Regions from separate parts of the Dromaius novaehollandiae genome. Here region 2 is linked to region 1. Evidence: chromatin contacts called from public Hi-C data. All regions are on one chromosome and are shown on one strand. The core of a region is the stretch at or near the end of the contact, and the rest is flanking DNA. Distances in the headings are between cores, read along the strand shown.

The links. Hi-C and Micro-C count contacts between places; a contact is called where the count stands out from the background.
Region 2: a Hi-C map of ovary shows a contact between it and region 1, with 2.2 times the contacts expected there. The contact joins two enhancer-like sites.

Annotation. Positions count from the first base shown.
Region 1 is chr4:40,139,510-40,142,870 of bDroNov1.hap1, reverse strand. No RefSeq gene overlaps it. Among named protein-coding and RNA genes, the nearest start is that of TRIM2, 30 kb to the left of the region's middle. Within about 2 kb of position 2,025, at least 1 of the 2 cell types and tissues checked has open chromatin away from gene starts, as enhancers often do.
Region 2 is chr4:40,255,788-40,258,897 of bDroNov1.hap1, reverse strand. It overlaps MND1 (meiotic nuclear divisions 1), which reads right to left. Exons shown (of 8, transcript XM_026104979.2): 4 at 2,701-2,849. Among named protein-coding and RNA genes, the nearest start is that of MND1, 6.7 kb to the right of the region's middle. Within about 2 kb of position 1,312, at least 1 of the 2 cell types and tissues checked has open chromatin away from gene starts, as enhancers often do.

The sequences.
Region 1 (3,361 bases), core at 776-3,275:
GAAAATCATATTCAAATGTGACTAACATATTCAGCTAGCTAGACTTCTTTATGGCTTTACCTCAAATTTAGAATGAATTGAGTAACTTTCTAGATAAGTGGGGATTCCAAGTGGAATGGAAATTATGAAAACACTTATTCAAAACACTTGTTAGTAAACTTTTCCAACACTCCAGTCCAAATCAGCTATTGCCTGCAAAAAATTAATTGCCAGAGAGAACTAGGGTGCTGCAGAAATCACTGTGAATTAAGACAAAGATTGTTGGAGGAGAGAGGAAAGTGCTGCCAGTGATGCATGTCAGCAGTATTGTTTCTCTCCTTTAGATTTCACAGAAGTCCATGCACAGAGAGTTCCTGGGTTTCTGGAAGTAAGAGTCCTGGCTCAGTGACAAGGAATCAAAGGTATGAGTCTGCTCCTGCCATCATTTTCCCTAGACAATGTACAGATTGATTTAGACAAATCTCAGATAATCCCAGTGCCTCAAACTAATCTTTTGACTGTAGGAGTTGCAAACTCCTTCCTGCTCCTAGGCTGAGACTGAAATCACTGAATAGAAAACAACCTCCTGGTTTCCTACTGCTCTTACATTTATCTCAGAAACTGGCTTCTGCCTTGACCTGCAGAGCTTTTTTGGCAATTTATCTCATTGTTCCCTTCAACCTGAAGCTTGAGAATTAAACCACTTTTTTCACCTTCTCCAAACAGTCCTGCTCCAATAGATGGCATCCATAAGGGAATCCTGGGTGGGAAAATGTGTTAATGTACAGCTTTCAACTAGGCATCTAATTTCCCAAAGCAAGAAGATTTGGACAAAGTCCTATGCTCAGTGTTTTCTATTAGCTATTTCTACGCTGAGCCTGAAGACTCTTCATTGACTCCATAGGGTGCCTAATTCTCATGTCCAGGCTTAACCTGTGAGGGCTAAGCACAATCCTTACAGGCACTGCAGTGTCTAACTGATATTCCTTAAGCAGATAGTTTGCATCTAAAAGCAGAATACTTGTATCAAAGGATTTCAAGTTATTATTCATAGTTCTACACAGATTTATAGTAGCATCTCGCGGTGTACAGAGGTATCCTCCATATTATTCAAGGATACAAACATTCCACCACAATCCTTGCACACACTGAGTAAAACCATGTTCCCACTTTCTCAGTTCAAGTGCAGTATCATAGGCATCTAAGTATTTCTGTGCTAGGCATAATCAGATACTAAATGACTTTACTTTGTTGAAAAATATTATTCCTTGTGTAACGTAAGTTTTCCAAATTCTGCTACAATCATCAGTATGCCCAAGCAAAAAAAAACAAAAACAAAAAAAACCCACAAGCAATTGCTATAAGAGGACCCATTACAGACAAAATAGGATTGAAATCCCATTGTTGACTCACCTAAGCAAATAAATACTTCTTTAGCATCAGCATTTTATTTGGTTTGTAATCCTATAAAACAGAATGGGATGGGTAGAGCCCACATTTCTCAAGTCAAAGCTTGTCTTTGTGTGTTTGAACAATTAGTGCATGGTGGCTTCACTCCTTTTAATTAAGGAAAGTCTATTACTGTTTTCCATATAAGCATCATTTTCTTGCTATGAACTGTTCACACATAACTATAGTATTTGAGATGAATATTATACTAGTTAATAGCTGCACCTAGTTAAACTTGCTGCTCTAATTACAGCATTTGTTGCTTTTAGACACTTTATTGAAAACATGAGAGATGGTGAGATGGACATTTTCACTCCATGCTCTCTCAACCCCTAAACCCTTCGTTAAGCCCTTTGCTAAGCATGTCTATCCTGGCACCAGCTGGCACCATAGTTGCACTAGGGCCAATTAAGCGTGGTTATCCAGACCATATTCAGAATCACTAACAGAGATGATCATGGTCATAACCACCCCCTGACAAACAACTCGTTGTTGTGATCTTGTCTACAGACTTGCACCCATCCTCTTTTGCCTTATCCCCTCCTATAAATACAAACAATGGGTGCATTGCAATTGCTCTGTGTTGCTAGGCTGCTTGGAATAGAAATTGTACTACCATCTTTTGACTGTAAGGAGAACTACACCTTTAGAGTGTCTCCCTTCTGTATTAAATCACTGCACTAAGTAACCTGTATTTCAGTGACTGAAACATAAATATCCATTTAAATATGGAGACACGGGATGACCAGTGTAGTCTATGAGCTAAGTCCTTTACAAACAGTTTAGTGTCAACATACTCATAAAAAGGCCTATAAAAAATACAATCACAGTATACCCAAGAAAACATCAACAGTCTTAAATGTGTCAGCTGTAGTACATCTACATCAACTTCATATGCCTTGGCAAATTGACCAGAAGCAGCTCCACCATTATAGCTCCATGTTTCCCCTAGCAATTCCAGTTTGTACAGCTACAGTGGTGCTCAGCTCTTGGGTGGATCAGTACAGATCAGAGTTGGTAACTGACTACAGACTCTTATATTTTCAATGACTAGTTTATATCTAGATCAATTCAGAAGCATTACCACTTCCTGAAATGTATAGTGATCTATGCAAAACCATTTCGATTTATGAGGAGAAGATGTCATACACAATCAGAGACAACTGTTCTTGCTGGAAGACTTAGCCTCAAGGATTCTTCCACTTTTTATGCCTAGAGAAAGTCCTTCTGAAACAAGCCAGAAACACTGGAGAAGCTCAAAATAGAGATCTTCAGAGGCTGGTTAACCTACTTTTTATAAACACCATGCTCAAACACAAGATTTTCATATTTTGAAACCATGCTAAAACAAGATACTGACATTTTTAGGCAATTGCAGATGAATCTCATGCAGACAAATTCCAAAGCATTGCAAGTAGGCAAATATATTTAAAACCCAAAGATAACATGTAAAAATGTACATTATCCATTTAATATTAAGAACTGCTTTGGAGGAGGAGCGTTTAACAGTATTTCCCTGCATGCCAACAAAGGTTCTGCTCAATATCGGACAACGGAAACACTGGTTTAGCACCCCATGATCTCACAAAAGCATTTTTGCCAATCCCTGAAAAGGAACCACTAGCATTTTGGGTATGCATTACAGCATGTGTGGTTTAGTAGTGCTTTACTACTACATAAATTCAGGGCAAAATGCTGGTTTCACTGAAGTCAATGGAAGATTTGCTACAGGCCTCAGTGGAGCTGGACTTTCATTCACAATATATTTAAGAACTGGGTCTATGGCTTGGAGAAGAGCAAAGGAGAAAGTTAAATAATGTTGGGGGGTTTTTCCCATTGTGTTTCCACTCCATCCTCTGAGTAAATGATGAATTACAGGGGAAGGAAATGGAAAAAGAACATAAAAAGAAAGGGCAGGCTTGAATCTGAATAG
Region 2 (3,110 bases), core at 63-2,562, 120 kb before region 1:
AAAGATGAAGTTACATTAAGAATCTCTCCAGTAATAAAGCTTGTTTAAACAGTACACCTCAGTCCACAGCCCTGCTCTAATTTCACCATCCCACAGCTGTACTGATGCAACTATAAATCTGAGCTGCAAAACAATCTGCAAACAAGCTTCCAACATCTTTTACTGTTCCAGTAATCCAATTCACAAGTGCATAAGCATAACCAAGAGGTCAAGCAAAAGCATCTGGCAGAAGGCAGAGACCTTTAAAGCCAGCCATGCCACTGCAAGACAAATCTACACAATATCCATGGAAATCGCCTTAACAATTCTTTCTCTGTGGCTATCAGACAAAAAAACTGCAGCAGAAACTGCACAAGTAACGATGCTTGCTGTCCCTGCTTTTCAGAAAAACAAGAAGAAATACAAATAGTCACCCTGGGTTAGAGAGCAGCACTGAAATCCTAAAGCTAGTGAAATCGGCACATGATTTGCTATATGTCAGTTCACTAGTTAGCACCTGCACCCTCCAAGCACCTCCCCACAAAAACAAGCTGGAAAAAAAGCTGTGTCAACAGAAATAACTTTATTTCAAGCACTGTTTTTAATTGCTATATCTCTTCCCAAGGGGATGACAACCTATACCACAGCACACAGCTGAAATCATAAATCCTTCCTGGAAAAAACCTAGGGTATACACAACCACAGTAAGGTGCAGCTTTACATATCCAGACAAAAATGGCTTGCTCTTTGGTATGAGGAGCGAGTCAGCCTCCCTGTCTACCGAGCTGCTGACAAAGTTGGGGTGTGGCTTAATAATCACCGGAAAAGCTGAAACAAAAATTTTAGGTTTCAAGAATAGTTCCTAAACCAGCCTACCCAGGATCACAAGCTGTGTAAGAAGCCGAGAGCAACTACGCTACAAGCAACTTAGCTAAAGCTTTATAAAGGGCCAAAGTGCGCAAGCAAAAGGTCCCTCTGCAGGCCCAACTTGTCAAACTTAAGCCTCAGCTCCAGGAATTAGGAGGAGAGTTTGCATCATGGAGAAGTTTGTTCTGTTCTTCCACAGTATTTTCAAATGTTTCACTGCAATGTTTGGGATCACCTTTTCCTTAACTATTTACTCATGCCTTTTGAAAAAAAAAAAAAAAAAAAATCTTGCCTATGGTTAAAAAGCCTTGGTCACAACATGGACTAAACTGCTAGACTTTTAAACTTTTGCTTTAAGGAAAGAGGTTTGATTCTGTTTTTCAGCTGCTGAAGCGGTTTACAAGTGATCTGGACAAGACATAGAAAGCAAGCACGTCACACAGCTCGCTACAGGCTGTGTATGGGAATGATCAAAAACAGGCAACGCGCAACAGCGAGGGTACAATAGCTTACTCTTTCCCTCTGCTTTACATGTTCTGACAGGAAGTTTGGTGATATTTGCTGACTGGATGTAGAAACCATCAAGAAAATGCGTAAGCATTCACATAAAGAATACAAACACTACATACAGCTAATGTAAACTCATAATCATAGACAGAAACTTTTATCATCTTGTAAAAAAATGTTCAGAGCACTGTTTATTTGAAAACGGCACCTTTCTGCTGTGCCAGCAAAAAGGTTAGCTTTGACTAATGAAAAATCTTTCTTCCTGAAATGCTGAGACATTTCATTCTCATTAGAAATGCAAAGTAACAAATATAGTATTTTTAAGGACTCATAACCTGATCTAAAAAGAGCTCTTGTATCAGTAAGCCCATATGTTAGCAGTAGGACTTGGTTTGCAAACTTGGTCTGGTAACAAACCTTTTTTCTTCCAACTGCAACAGTTTTAGTAGTGCAAAACTGCTTATATCACCATACTTTATTCCTACAGAGAAATAACCATGAACCAACATTATAATACAATAACTGCATGCCTATTATAATACCATAGTAATATATGGTATTATGCTTAATAATGTAACAGTACATTTAAAACAGTACAACATATGTTTGTAGACAAGCCCTGGATACTGATGGTGTAAGCACATTACGGAGCTTGTGTAAGGCATTCCAAGGAAGATATTCATCTGGGTATGCCAGAGACCTTCTTGATAAATTATCTTTAAAATTCATGATGGGACAGGGCCCAAGGGCAAAGATAACAAATATCAATTCTTTCATTCAACTACCTGGCTAAATTTGCAGTATGACTAAAAATTGAAAGTGTCCAAGAGCAAATCATTTGCATTCAGCAAGACAGTGGTAACAAGGCAGAGTGCTTCGTCAACAAAGCTGGAATTTTGGCACATATTCGTTCAGTTGGTATTTATGCTCTGGCAGAATAAGTAGCCTTGTCTAAAACTTGTGTGAACAAACTAGTAAGTTGAGTAACTCTACTAGGAAACCCAATTCCAAGTCAGTGTAGAGGGCTAAACTGATCTCATGTTTCAGACAAAACCTCACTAGAGTAGGAATCAGTGTATTGGTACTACCAGTCAGTAACAACAGCTTTAAGTCCAATCGTGCCAGGCTCTCAGTCCATGCCTGCAAATGGTACGAGGTTATCCAGGTAAACAGAGGAAGTTTCTCTTGTCTGGACACATCTGAGTCCACATCAAAGGCAGTAAAGGAGCAGACAAAATTGACTGTGGGACAACTTAACATTAACCAAGTCTGTATGAAAATGACCGATGAGGCTTATAAGAAAAGAGCAAGCCGAATCAGGTAAACAAATACATAGTAGAGACTTACCTGAGACTCCAGTTCTTCCAATTTACGCCTCCTGGCATGAAGAGCTTTACTTGGAAAAGCCCAAAAATAATTGGAAGTTCCAATTCTATCAGTGTCCACCATGCCATCATCAACTAAACTTTGCAGAATCTCCTTCACTGACATGGATGCTAATAAAAGCAAAAATATTAAATTAGAACATACAACCTAAACTGTGGAGAACAATACCATAAGACAACACCTACAATCATCCGTATGAATATTTTACTGTTTTGTCAGCTAGCTGAAAGATTTCTAGAAGACACCATGCCTAATACTTCACTTCAAAGAATGAATCCCTTTGAAATCAGTAGTTTATACATGAAGGCTGCCATTCTATACAGTCTGGTACCAGATGCCTGTAAAACAACTCAGCACTATCATAAAATATA